2 separate regions of the Mus musculus genome follow, and region 2 is linked to region 1. Evidence: chromatin contacts called from public Hi-C data. All regions are on one chromosome and are shown on one strand. Each heading gives the region's core, a stretch centred on a gene start, on an enhancer-like site or on the middle of the called end of the contact. The rest is flanking DNA. Distances are from core to core; before and after follow the strand shown. Region 1 has its middle 47 kb from the start of Gm26107. Region 2 overlaps Emcn (endomucin).

The links. Hi-C and Micro-C count contacts between places; a contact is called where the count stands out from the background.
Region 2: a contact with region 1 is called in a Hi-C map of cortical neurons, with 3 times the contacts expected there. The contact joins two enhancer-like sites. A contact is called at or near these places in 2 of 484 Hi-C or Micro-C datasets (both in cortical neurons) and 1 of 115 datasets of contacts at active chromatin or transcription factors (neural progenitor cells).

What each region holds. Positions count from the first base shown.
Region 1 is chr3:137,017,360-137,024,532 of GRCm38.p6, forward strand. No RefSeq gene overlaps it. Among named protein-coding and RNA genes, the nearest start is that of Gm26107, 47 kb to the right of the region's middle. Within about 2 kb of position 2,807, at least 8 of the 459 cell types and tissues checked have an H3K27ac peak or open chromatin away from gene starts, as enhancers often do. A contact at or near this core is called in cortical neurons, where this site is marked.
Region 2 is chr3:137,412,130-137,419,302 of GRCm38.p6, forward strand. Emcn (endomucin) reads left to right here. Exons shown (of 12, transcript NM_001163522.1): 6 at 4,592-4,681; 7 at 4,917-4,970; 8 at 6,867-6,962. Among named protein-coding and RNA genes, the nearest start is that of Gm38650, 46 kb to the left of the region's middle. Within about 2 kb of position 3,567, at least 35 of the 459 cell types and tissues checked have an H3K27ac peak or open chromatin away from gene starts, as enhancers often do. A contact at or near this core is called in cortical neurons, where this site is marked.

The sequences.
Region 1 (7,173 bases), core at 1,557-4,056:
TTTGTTTTTATTTCTAAATAAACAGTGTGTGTATATGGGTTGGGAGACATGTGACAGGCTGGCCTTGAACTTTCTCTCCTCCTGCCACAGCCTTGTGATTTCTGTGTTACAGACATTTGCCATAGCACCCATATTTACCTCTTATTTTATAATAATAATAATAAATAATCCACTTATGGGTGTTTTAAGCAGTGACCCATCCACCCTTTATACGTTCTGAACCTAATGTTTTCTTTAGATTTCAGACACTTGTTTTTTTTTCCATAAGCCTTTGAGCCATGAGGCTTTTCCAGGGTAGTGTGTGTGTGTGTGTGTGTGTGTGTGTGTGTGTGTGTGTGTATGTGTCTGTCTTCCTCTCACTATTATCATGTATTACTACTGCTTCCTTGGAGTCCCCATCAGTGACTCTATGATTTCTTAGTTACCTAGAACTGAAGCATGACCTCATCAGTGAAGAATGATTTTTCATTCTTTGCCACTCTTTGTCAGATGCTCATGAGCACATCTTGATGATTGTTTAAAAGTCAATGGCCTTCTCCTTCAACACTTCTCTGCCCTAATACTGTCATACACCTTTCTCCTAACTATTCTTATTACCATGACAGTCTCAGAAGCAAAGTTGAGTATGGTTTTTTCTTGTCTACCCAATTAAGTTCAAATAGGTCAGAACTGCTTGTTCTTTCTTCTGTAGCACCTGCCTATGCTAACACAAGTGTCATATTTTTTCAGACAAGTTTCGGTTTAGGGGATTCACTTAGAATTCAAACAATCATTCTTAGTTATAGTAAAAGTCCCCATTTTCAGTCTTCAATCTAGTGTTCTCAGAGGATTGGCTTTGAAGCATCACCATAATCTAATCCCATTTCACTTTCTCTTTCTGGTCTCTACTGGTCCCCAGTAAGAACCTTTGCCTGTTCTCTGAACATGCAACACATCTTTCTGACTCCTGTCTTCAATTATGACCTGCTCATCTCTGCAGCACTCTGTTTTTTTCCTCCTGAAGTGATTAATTGTAATATCTGTCATCCTTGGCTTCTACTAGCACATCTTGTACCATTGTAGGACTTACAAGAGGATGTCCCTTCTGGAAGGACAAATGGTGTAATGGCACAGCTTTTCTCACACCATCATATCTCTGCTGAGATATTTGGCTCGAGCCCTCCTTCCTTTCTTCCTTTCTCTCTTCTCTCCTTCTTCCTTCCTTCCTTCCTTCCTTCCTTCCTTCCTTCCTTCCTTCCTTTCTTCCTTCCTTCCTTCCATGCTCTGGAGAAAACACACACACACACACACACACACACACACACACACACACACACACACACTGTACCACATGTACATGGTATATAATAATTGTATTCAGTATGTCATCTTGGAAACAATTGGGTTGACCTGGTTGATGAAAATAATTTACTTGTCTTTCAGTCAGGATTTCATCCTACTCAAGTCCAACCCAAAGCTTGTGATCACTTATTTCCCACATTTCCACATGACAAAACTAGCCCTCACAAACTCTCAGCTGGATACTATATATATGATACAAGGATCAAATTAAGTTTGGGGTTATGTTCTATATATTTCTGTAGTATAATTTAGCAAATTATTGTAAATAATAAAATTTCCTAAAGATTGTAAATATTTTTCAATGCACCCAAAACAAAACTAAGTATACTTTTTATGTAATTAAATCCAAATTGCCATTTATTGTAAAATATATCATTTTTATGTATCATTATCAATGAAAAACCTGCAAAAAATTAAACCAGGCTTTAGGATTCATTTTTATTGATACTCTGAATATTTGCTACTTGGTATGTATATAAAGTAAGATCTTCAAGCTACACATATTGGTTAAGATATTCCTAAGCTTAACAGATTCTACTTTTTATAAATTTTTGATTTGGTTGTTTACATTGTTAATTGCAGCTTGCTTTTCTGGTGTGTGTGTGTGTGTGTGTGTGTGTGTGTGTGTGTGTGCATGCTGTGAGTCAATTCTCTTCTTCTACCTTGTGAGATGTAGGTTTCAGGGATGGAGCTCAGATCCGCAGGCTTGGTAGCAAATTCCTTTACCAGCTGAACCATCTCACTAGCCACAAATCTGGTTTTTGATGCTTGTGACTTCCAATGATCTTTCCCTTTTCTGGCTAAGCAAGACCAGCAGCACAGTAAAGCTTCACTATTATTTGGCAAATTTTTCTTCTAGGCCCAGATGTGCCCTTTGCCAACCTCAGTATTTGAGCATGGGTAAATATTCCCAAAGTTCTTCAAGGGATTTTATAGGTAGGATGAGAGGTTGTAGTCATTCATTTTTACTTCTTGACTATGAAAGATGATTGTGTACAAGCAGGTAATCATATTTATGCCATTACTGACATCCACCTAGACATCATAGTTTTCTAGACTCATTCTTACTTTAGATGTGTGAATAATGGTTAATCGTCCCCAAATGTATTTTAGTACTGTTTAAATATAGGGATATTTGTTAAATTTGTATACATCAGTGGATTTAAAAGAGTGATTTAATTTTTAAATGAAATTAGTCACACATATGGAGCTGTGGTGTTACATAAAAAGATGATTGGAGATTTGTCTCAGGAGTTCTGGTCCAGATTTTGTGATGAAATCATTTTAATTTCACCAGTCTACATCCTAGAGCCATCATGTGAAGGCTAAGGGAAGTTCAACACTAATTGCCAAGGCTCTCAAAAGCAACAAGACTGGAGTTTGAAATCATTAGTCCAGATTCTCATCCAAGACAAAAATCCCTTGGACCACAACTCTGCCTAGAGACTTGAATTTGTCTGATGAAATCTGGCACAAGCCCTGCATAATCGAAGCAGAACACTTGGGGGATGATAATGCTCAATCTGCGTTTATTTGAGAAGAAATTGTCCATATGCAAAGTCTCCGAGGCCTGGAGAGAAAGTAATCACAGAGATTAACCCAAGAGTTCATTTGTATAGAAAGAACTAGACCCTTGGAGATTTCAAGTATTTTTCTTTCCTCCTGAATATTGACAAAGAACCAGAGACATAATGCTGGAAGGAAATTAGATTGCAAAATGGTTAATCCTCCCCAAATGGAAATCTGGTAAAGAATTTATGCATGGAGCCTGAAATATACACAGCAGAGCCAAGTGACTCAGTCCATTTAGAAAAAAAGAAAGAAATTTAATTAAATGCAATGCTATGGAGAAAAGAGGAGATATGCTATCTTGATTTCAAAGATATATAGAATCACTGTAAATATAATATGCAAGTAATGTTATTTTCCTTCTTGTTCTGCAGGCAAACCATGCAATATAAACTATTTATTGTTTTATCATTATGGCTGTTTATTCAAATTCTTTTGTAGCTAGTCTTCAAAAAACACACACCCCATTTGTTTATTAAGGCAGTTATATGCTAAGAAAGTAGCATAAACATGAAGAATGGTTGCTAAGATTTTGTGTTTCACTGTTTCTTTTCTTTTGGACTTTGAACAAATAAATAATTGTAATCATTGAGGAGCACTGAGCTTTTTGTGGAGAACAGGTTCATCATACCTGAGGTTAAATGGCTCAAAGACCTGCTGCAGATGGCTTAACAATGATGAGATTACAAACAAACAAACAAACAAACAAACAACTCTTGAGCATAGCTCAGCTCCTAGAAGCTATTCAAGAGTGACAGCCATTGCAATAAGCAATAACAGAGAGTGTAAGGACCTACAATTTGATAGGGGAAGGACAGGAAGTGGGATAGACAGGCTTTATGGACAGTCTTGTGAGAAACAGTGTCCTATACTAGATGTTTCCAATGCTAAGAGGTATGTGAAAGCTTTATAAAACATTTCTCTGAAAATTGTGGGCATAATTGGAGGGACTGAATTTGGCATCACATGATCCAGCATGAAGGGACACAAATGGCCAGCCTGTCTGAAGGACAAAGGAGCTCGAGTTGGTGGGTATATCAGTTGTCAGTCTGTTCCTGGGGATAGACCGTTGTTTCCACTTAGCTCAGCTGTGCCTACTGAGCTTTGACTTTCCTTTATAGGTCACTAGGAAAGGAAGAGAGTCATCTTTGAATCAAGTCTCCACTTTTGGAGAATATATGAAATGAACTGGAATCGACTTGTTCCCCCATAAGTTTATAAACATTCACCATACATGAGTCTGACATTCAGCCCAGGCCTAGATGACTCATATCTTGGGACCTAGAAGCACTATAGACCAAATCTTATCATGATTTCCTCCCTTTGTTTAATGGTGTGTTCTCTAGTATCAAGAGCAAATTGTACAACTCCTATTCCTGCCACATCTTGTATTTCTCACTTAAAATTTAAGTATCTTTCCTTTCAGGCTATTGAAAAGCTGATGTGCTGTTCCTAATTTATTTACTACAATGCTTCTGAAAAACATGTCATTAGTTAACTATTGTGATATGGTTCTCTTAATCAAAGATTTATTGGGGCAGTTTAGAAACAGTCAGATATATGCTATCCCCCCTATCTGTGAGATGTTTGCCATAAGCAACTGTGTGTGGAAGATTTATGCTGACTTACTCTACATTGTCTTGACTGATTAATTTTTATCAACCATAACAAAAATCTCCTTGCCAATGCATTATGCATATGAGCTTCATACATGAATAATTTTTTCTTTTATCTTAATTTACCACTATCCAGATATTTTAAAAATATTCAAAAGAAAGCAATTAATACAGGATTTCTTTATGTGAAGTTTCTGTGACATTTTTCTGTTGAGAAACCCCAGTGTGCAATCAAAAATTGTCCAAGAGTGACATCATTTTCTGGGCTTCCTGAGTAGAGATGAGATTAGCCACCATTATCACTGTCTTTTGCCACAGAGAGTTTTTGATCAGGAAAAAAAAGAATCATAGTTTGAAAACAAAATTTCCAATAGATGATGGTAAACAGTCTCACAATATCCAAAGGGCAGTATAGAGTCCTATTCTTTGCTGTGCATATTTTATTTCCTCTGTCTGAGGTTTTCAAATGAATACAGATAGAAGTGACATTTTCATACCTGAATGGCAAAGCACAGGTGAACCATGAGGCGTGAACAACACGAACAGTCATGACACAAAGAACTGAATTTTAATTCACAAAGAAAGACATGTTTCAATAAACTCCAGGGTCCTTTCAGTGAATATGAAAAGAAATGTTAACTCTCAGAAGTACTAACAGATACAGAACCTTGTCCTTTCACTTTTTAAATATCTGATATTGACATTTATAGTAAAACAAAAAAAGGAGAGAGAGAGAAGGAGGAGGAGGGGAAAAAAGAAGGGTTGGTTTCTAAAGCTATTTTGACTGTCTCCAAATGATGGGTACTTTCGATCTCTCTGACATTTTTGTTGGCATAAATTATTTTCCTATGTTCATGGGGAGGAAAACTGACATCTTGCTTCCTCTTGTTCCTTCAAGCCTGTTGTCTTACTCCTTTTCTTCTAGCTTTGCTTCTTAATAGGCTGATATCTGAGGATGTTTGCCTCTGCCTCTGCCTCTGCCTCTGCCTCTGCCTCTGCCTCTGCCTCTGCCTCTGCCTCTGCCTCTGCCTCTGCCTCTGCCTCTGCCTCTGCCTCTGCCTCTGCCTCTGCCTCTGCCTCTGCCTCTGCCTCTGCCTCTGCCTCTGCCTCTGCCTCTGCCTCTGGGTACCCAATGCTATCCAGGTTCACAATCAGTTTGCAGTTGTATAATAAGCACATGAGACTAGAAAGAACACTGTACTATGCATAAGAACCATGTCTTTTCCCTAACCCTTCAGTGTCTGCATGTTGCATGTTAGAAAAATCACTAGGTTTTAATGGGTCCATTTTCAGGTGGGTCACCTTTCACTCACCTGAATTTTTATATTGGTTAAGATAATTCAGATCAATCAAGAAATAAAAGGTCAGGCCTTTTTAAAAATTCATATAAATTATGCCTTTTATGATTAACTCTGAACTTTGACCACACAGACACTAAACACATACCTGGAGGGTTTTGTTTTGAATATTCATATTCTTTAGCACATTTACTAGAGTATGCTTGCACATTTCCATGTAAAATTCTGAACATAGGAAGGAGGTAAATCCATATCTTTCCCACCAGCTTAATTTTTCTAGATGAGTCCAAATGGATCTTGAAGAAACCGGATTCAAATATCAGTTTTACAGCACTGGAAAAAATCCTAAATCAAAGTGCCAGAAATAGACTCCAGAGAAACAGACTCAGCCCCACATCTGATAGGACTCTAAACTCTAAAAATGATCCAGAAAACTGATGTTCAGATACTGCACATCAGCTATCACAGGAAAGAGATTACTGAGTGACCAGAAGCAATTGAAGGAACCCACTGGTTGTACTTTATAGTAAGATTAGGCTTCCAGGTCACAGACCAGTGAGGGGACCTCAGGAAGAGCCAGCAATCTCCCTGCACAGGACAGGTGGAAGAGGAATTCAGAGAGCCAGCTGGATTTCTTAACCACAGTGTCAACAGAAAGACATGTACACAGAAAACTGCAGCCCAGGAGATCTGTGTCAGGAGGGGGACAAAATGTGTAAAACAATCAGTACCTCTGAGGTATGTTCAAGCTTCAGAAATGTGTGAGTTGCTTTGATCCTTAAGAGCCTTGCTCCAAAACTCTGTCTTCTGCAGCTTAAGTAAGCTTAAAGGCAAGGCTGGGAAGGGTCACATTATTTCCAAGTGATTTAACTACATCCTAGAACAAAGTTTGAGTATATTGTTGGGAATACAAATGTATCAATTACCCCAACAGCAAAAGTCTCAGTGTGTGGTTTCTAATAACCATTTCTAGATGTGAAAAATAGCAGGAAAATACAATCTCCATCAAAGTTGCTATCAATCAATAGTAACTGCCCCAGAAATGACACAGATGTCAGAATTCATGTGAAGAAATGCTGGAACTGTTATAATAAGTTCAACAAAATATGGAATCACTGACTGTGTCCTTTAAAGAACTAGATACTCTACCCCCCCCCCCCAGTGAAAATTATAGAGAAAGAACTACTCAGACAGAAAAAAACTAGACTAAATTGGTATAGTTCACAACAGTCATGAATACAAAATGCGTGAGCAGTTCCCAAAGCCTTTTAGGATACATAGAGGATGTCTTGTGCTTCTGCTCTGCGCTCAGCCCTTTCTGCCCTTCTTCAGTGGTGGACTCCAGCTCC
Region 2 (7,173 bases), core at 2,317-4,816, 400 kb after region 1:
GGAAAGGATCTTTACCTATCCTAAATCAGATAGGGGACTAATATCCAATATATATAAAGAACTCAAGAAGGTGGACTTCAGAAAATCGAACAACCCCATTAAAAATGGGGCTCAGAACTGAACAAAGAATTCTCACCTGAGGAATACCGAGTGGCAGAGAAGCACCTGAAAAAATGTTCAACATCCTTAATCATCAGGGAAATGCAAATCAAAACAACCCTGAGATTCCACCTCACACCAGTCAGAATGGCTAAGATCAAAAATTCAGGTGACAGCAGATGCTGGCGTGGATGTGGAGAAAGAGGAACACTCCTCCATTGTTGGTGGGATTGCAGGCTTGTACAACCACTCTGGAAATCAGTCTGGCGGTTCCTCAGAAAATTGGACATTGTACTACCGGAGGATCCAGCAATACTTCTCCTGGGCATATATCCAGAAGATGCCCCAATTGGTAAGAAGGACACATGCTCCACTATGTTCATAGCAGCCTTATTTATAAAAGCCAGAAGCTGGAAAGAACCCAGATGCCCCTCAACAGAGGAATGGATACAGAAAATGTGGTACATCTATACAATGGAGTACTACTCAGCTATTAAAAAGAATGAATTTATGAAATACCTAGCCAAATGGATGGACCTGGAGGGCATCATCCTGAGTGAGGTAACACATTCACAAAGGAACTCACACAATATGTACTCACTGATAAGTGGATATTAGCCCAAAACCTAGGATACCCAAGATATAAGATACAATTTCCTAAACACATGAAACTCAAGAAAAATGAAGACTGAAGTGTGGACACTATGCTCCTCCTTAGAAGTGGGAACAAAACACCCATGGAAGGAGTTACAGAGACAAAGTTTGGAGCTGAGATGAAAGGATGGACCATGTAGAGACTGCCATATCCAGGGATCCACCCCATAATCAGCATCCAAACGCTGACACCATTGCATACCCTAGCAAGATTTTATCGAAAGGACCCAGATGTAACTATCTCTTGTGAGACTATGCAGGGGCCTAGCAAACACAGAATTGGATGCTCACAGCCAGCTAATGGATGGATCACAGGGCTCCCAATGGAGGAGCTAGAGAAAGAACCCAAGGAGCTAAAGAGATCTGCAACCCTATAGGTGGAACAACATTATGAACTAACCAGTACCCCGGAGCTCTTGACTCTAGCTGCATATGTATCAAAAGATGGCCTAGTCGGCCATCACTGGAAAGAGAGGCCCATTGGAAACGCAAACTTTGTATGCCCCAGTACAGGGGAACGCCAGGGCCAAAAAGGGGGAGTGGGTGGGTAGGGGAGTGGGGGTGGGTGGGTATGGGGGACTTTTGGTATAGCATTGGAAATGTAAATGGGCTAAATACCTAATAAAAAATGGAAAAAAAAAAACAAAAAAACAAAAAAACAAACAAAAAAAAAAAAGAAAAAAAAAAAGAATCTACCTTCTTAAAGCTGGAAGAAAGTTCAAGGATTCCCACCATCATATTCCCCTCAGCTAACACAGCTATACCAACTGTGTGCATAGCGTTCATCATCTGAACTTAGTGTGTTCTAGCTGCTTTTCTACTCAACCATTTCATTTCTGATGAAGGAACCCCAGCATCCTTTCCTTGAGTGTCAGGATGTTCAACATCAGCATGCCAATGTCAGCATCAGCACCTGTACTTGTTATTTAATACCAAGTGGACAACACTAAAAACTTACCCATACAAGTAACACCAAATGGACTCAATAGTTTATATTTATATATTCATATGCATGTATAAAAATAATAATAAACACATGAACATAGGAGGTAGTGAAAGGCTGGAGAGGCCGCCATCAGACAGAAAGGTAAGTCTGATGTGAAGAGAGGGCAGGAGAGGGGAGCTGGGCACAAGCCTCCTTGATTGGCATTCATGCTCAGGAAGTTTTAAAATGGTCATCAAGGAATCATACAACCCAAAAGAATCTTGGAAGGTATTTGAGGTGCTCAGGAAGTGGTGGGCACTATTACCTACAAGGCTTTCATCAGGCTTGGGGAAATCACAGCCACCTACATTTCTACAACTTCAGTCCTTGGAAGACCATTCTCAAGTCAAACTTAGATTTCTTACAACATAATTAAAGTCTTCTGTTAGTAAAGTCCCCAACAACTTATGAAGCTTACAGGAAAAAATGTGTACATGGTGCTGCATGCCTTTGACCCCTGCACTCTGGAGGGACAAGAGATTTTTAGCCACCTCTACCTAATAAGTCCAGGATAGTCAGGGCTATATAGTGAAACCTTGTCTACAAAGTTGAAAAGTGGCCCTGCTCAGCACATGTAGGGAAAACATGAACACATTTCAGTGCAATAGGTTTGGCTCTAAGAGCACTTGCTTCACATAGCTTGATGTAAATTTTGACCTGAAGTTAATAAATTGCATTTAAATTTTGGCACAATGCCTCTATAGATCAATAACCAACACAATCACAAAAATCAGGACCCAGTGCAAACATGTATGATCTAAGGGCAACATGAGTTCCAGCTTCTCCCACTTCTGACTTGAGAAAAATACACCTGAAACATAGAAATGTCTGACATGTCAGTTTCACATGGCTATACTCTGAATTTTTTAGGAAATTAGACAAACTCTCTTTAGTTGGAAAGTTCACCTTCCTAAAGGACATTATAACAATATCATACAGCATATATTAAATAATGTTATGTAATTTAAAATAACTATGCTAGGGTCATTTATTCTCCTGGTCTATTTAAATTTACTCTAACTTAATCTTTATAGCAACAGTATAATGTAAAACTATTATAACCCCATTTACATGTAAGAAAATCAGACAGAAAGAGGTTAAATCACTTGCCAAGTCTCCACAGGAAGTGAGTTTTGCAACTAGAATTTAGCTCTGGCACTCAGCTTTCAGAACCATATTCCTAACTACTCCATTATTCTTCACTTGGTCCTTCTCTGACAGTGGAATTTTGGTAGAATTTTGGAGTAGCACATTTTTAACACAATAAATGATGATCATCAGATCATACTGTGACTCCTGTTATAGTCACAGAAATGTGTGTGTGTGTGTGTGTTCAATTCAGAAAAGACTTCTTAAGAATTCCAGTTACAGGAAAAAAATCTAAAATAGAAACTTGCAAGTTTCTGCTTCATCTGTGTTTACCATTCACTTAAGACCCTGGACAATCAAATTCATTTTCATATGGAAAGCTTGGGGTGGTATCCTTTGAATCAGAAATTGTCCTAAATCAGCCCTTGGCCTGAAAATGAGGATGGAATGAGGGAGGCTGTGGAGTCTTGAAAACTAGCTGTTCCAAATCCAACAGCCATTGGTTACACAGCAAGCCCTCTTGTCCTCTACCAAAACACCTAAAAGACTATTCACCTCCAGGCAGCCCTGGACACAGGCAACCACAACTAACAGTATGGAGCTCTCTGCTGGCTCCTGCTCTTTTACTTAATTTTTTTCTTTCTTTTCCTTTTTTTCCTCTCCCCCCACCCCTTGCTTTGTGCACTAGCCTGACATTTCTCTTTGTTCCTATGGGCATGTATCCAGCTCCCTCCCACAGATCTCTTGCCTGGCAAGCAGAGTGTCGACTCCCAACATGATTCTGCCCCCACAGAGCATGCAGCGTGTGCTATGCTGTGGGTGGCAGAGGAGAAAGGAGCCATGGCAGCCCTAGAAATATCAATCTCCCTGGTGCCATTATGCAGGGTCTCAACACCTCTACGGGGTTCTAAGCAAAGTGGATGTGTCAGTGCAAGAAAGCGGTTAGCCTTGTTTAGTGCACTCTGGCTGAGGCAGGACCTGGTGGGAGGGATGGAGAGAGTTAGGCCCTTTGCACTCTGGGAGCTTTGTAGAAGGATGAAGTAGCAGCTATGATACAGGAGTATGATAGTGAGATGCAGTACATGATGTTACATATATTAAACGATGTTGTCCTATAGTTAAATTTTTAATAATTTTTAATAATAATAATCTATTTAGTCCTCTGATTAAATATGGAAAGGATATATTCCTTAAAGGAAAAAAGATCGTGGTCAAGGATACAATCTAGCAGTCATGTTCAATGGAAGATGTTCATGTAGCTGTAGAGTCTTATAGAAGAAAATCAAGGAGCCTCTATCATTTCTCCCGGACTTCTTATCAAAGGCTACATAGTAATGTTCTATCTTTAGCCATTGACAAATGTCATAAAACCAGAAGCTTTCTGCATTTATACCTATTTTAAGCATGTGTGATAGTGTGAGATGGGCTAAATAACATTTCCCAACATTAAAAATACCTGAAAGGTGGCTAGTGCTTATCAGAGATTTACATCTCACAAGAACCTCGTGCTTTTGGTTTTAAGAGCTGGGGACTAGAGTACGAGACTTGCTCAAATTTTCTTGGCCAGTTATCTGGATAATGCAGTACTGATATCCAGTTCATGTGATGCCAAAGTCTGTCATGGTTCCAGGAGAAATGATTCTCTTATACAGAAATAAAGTGTTTTCCCAGATCTTTAAAAATGCAGACTGTCTAAAGCTACGAAGAAATCCAATATGAAGACTCAATACCTAAACTGAGCCTGGCTTTGTGATTTTCCTATAGTTACTACTCAACTACTGGATGCCTTGCCGAAAATCACTGCAACATCCTCTGCATCTCTAACAACTGCACACACCATGTCACTGCTTCAAGGTATGATTTCTGTGTATCTAAATGGAAAGTTCTTCTACATTACTGTTCTTTGTGAAATAAGCACAATCCATCTTCATTTGTGAAACATACTCTTGCAGGGTGAGGAAAAAATTTGCATTTGCAACATCATAACTATAAATCATGAATATTTCCTTAAATGGGAGTAGAGGGAGAGTTATGTGGATTAACGTATCTATCAAAGGTGACTGAGTTGTTTTCTTTCTCAAAATAACAGATACTGAGGATAGGAAGATTGCAACCACTCCATCAACCACCCCCTCCTATTCCAGTGAGTAACATGTGTATCTCCGTTCATGGAAGTAGACGTGCAGAGTATGCAAATGACAACAGTGGAGGGATGGAGCTGCGGATAACCTGTTTTCAATGTTACTCAGCATGTAACTCCATTATAACCCAAACTACAGCCTGATTGAAGAATTCTTCATAAGCCTGATCTTAGTTACCACACCATGGCCATTTTCTTTCTCTTTTTTCTTTTGTTTTTCTTTTCCACTTTTGTCCTACAGTAAGAAATTACCAGAAAAGACAAAAATATAGCTTAATGGAAGTGTATTCAGCTAAGGCAAAATCTCCAATCTCCACACTAGTAACGTTTTATTTAAATCACCATGCCAAATGCCTTCAACATATTCATCATTTGTCAATTAAATATTCTTAAAGCAAATAACTTATTAAAAATGCCTTTTTAACCTTGATGGAGTTTTATCTTATTGATTGTAATTAATTTTATTTTAACATAAACATATATAAGCAATATAACACCTTACAGATGTGCTAAGATTGACTAAAGAATATTCAAATAGTTATAGTTTCCTTAGTAATTAATTAACAGCGAAGTGAATGTATGTGGAGCTGGAATTCCATGTGATTATTTTTGTTTCAGTAAAACCATTTCATTGAATGATATATCACAGAAAGAACTGACTCGTTGATTAATGCCATTTTTATTTTGAAATACTAATAATGTCACACAAAATCCATCTTAAAGTGTGCTTAACCATTGACTCTTTCTTTGTCTTGTTTCTTTTTTCCTTGTTTAAAAGTTGGTTATTTTATTTATTAACATTTCAAATGTTATCTCCCTTCCCTTCCTGGTTTCCCCTCCACAAACCCCCATCCATCCTCCTTACCCACTGCTTCTATAAGGTGTTCCTCCACCCACCCACCCACTCCCACCTCACCACCCTAGCATTCCACTGAGCTGGGGCATGGAGCCTTCACAGGACCAAGGACCTCTCCTCCCATTGATGCCAAATAAGGCCATCCTTTGCTATATATGCAGCTGGAGCCATGGGTCCCTCCATGTATACTCTTTGGTTGGTGGTTTAGTTCCTGGGAGCTCTGGGGGGTCTGGGTGTTGATGTTGTTCTTCCTATGGTGATAATGAAGTGTAACCTACCCTAACAATAAGTTGAAATATCATTGCCCCTTGATAAATAGGTAAGAGGCAAGAATGCAAGTAGATGGGATACCTGACTAATTCCCCACACACTGATCCTTTGCTACAATCACTAAACTTTTACCCTTGCAAACGACTATCACTGTAAACTCAAAGCAAAACAAAAACAAAACAAAACAAAAACTCTCTTGTTAATGAAAACAGGGAAACCTTCCTCTAATTCACAACAGCAACACACCCTTAAAACACATGGACATGTGTGCATACCTAACTATTTTGAGCTATGTTGTTAGACTTTCTAAAATGCTATTTGATTCATCTATTTATGTTTTTTCACAATTTTCTATTTTTAAGGCAACATGTTGAAAAGATATTCACAAGTCTCAGCCTTAGAATTAGAACCATCCAGTAATCTGCATCTTTTTTTCAAGTAATTTTATTATAAAATACAAAAATATATATAATAAAGAGAACAGTTGCCTCTAGTCTCCTCTTTCCTTATTCCCCAAGCCTCCAGGAAGAAGGAAAGCCATCTCTCTGAGGTTTGGTAGTTTGTTTAAGAAAGGTTACAAGGGTGACATCAAGTGGATATGTCAGAAATGACAAGCAGAGCAAACCCATAAATCAGATTCATCATTGCCTGAAATATACTAGTGGTTTGATAGGATGTTGTTTCAAGGGGAAAGCACACGTGTCCTATCTGGTGTGGTCTCTTTGTATGGAATCAGCACTACTCGAGCTAACAATGTGCCCAATACTTTTCAGGTATCATTTTGCCTGTGGTTATCGCGCTGGTTGTTATAACACTCTTGGTATTTACTCTGGTGGGTTTGTATCGAATATGCTGGAAGAGAGACCCAGGTAAGGACTGGCCTTTTGTTTCATTTCATTTTTTCCCCCAAAAGTAGAATGGGTGGTTGCTTAGTGCGACTGTGACCTTCAACTGTCAGAAGGAGAAGTGTTATAGTGAAGACAGACAAAGAACGGGGGACCAGGTGGAGAAAGTCTCTCCACACTGTTGGCAGAAGCAGTGTTTAAGGTTTGTTAGTAGAGCAAATATAGATAAGCAATT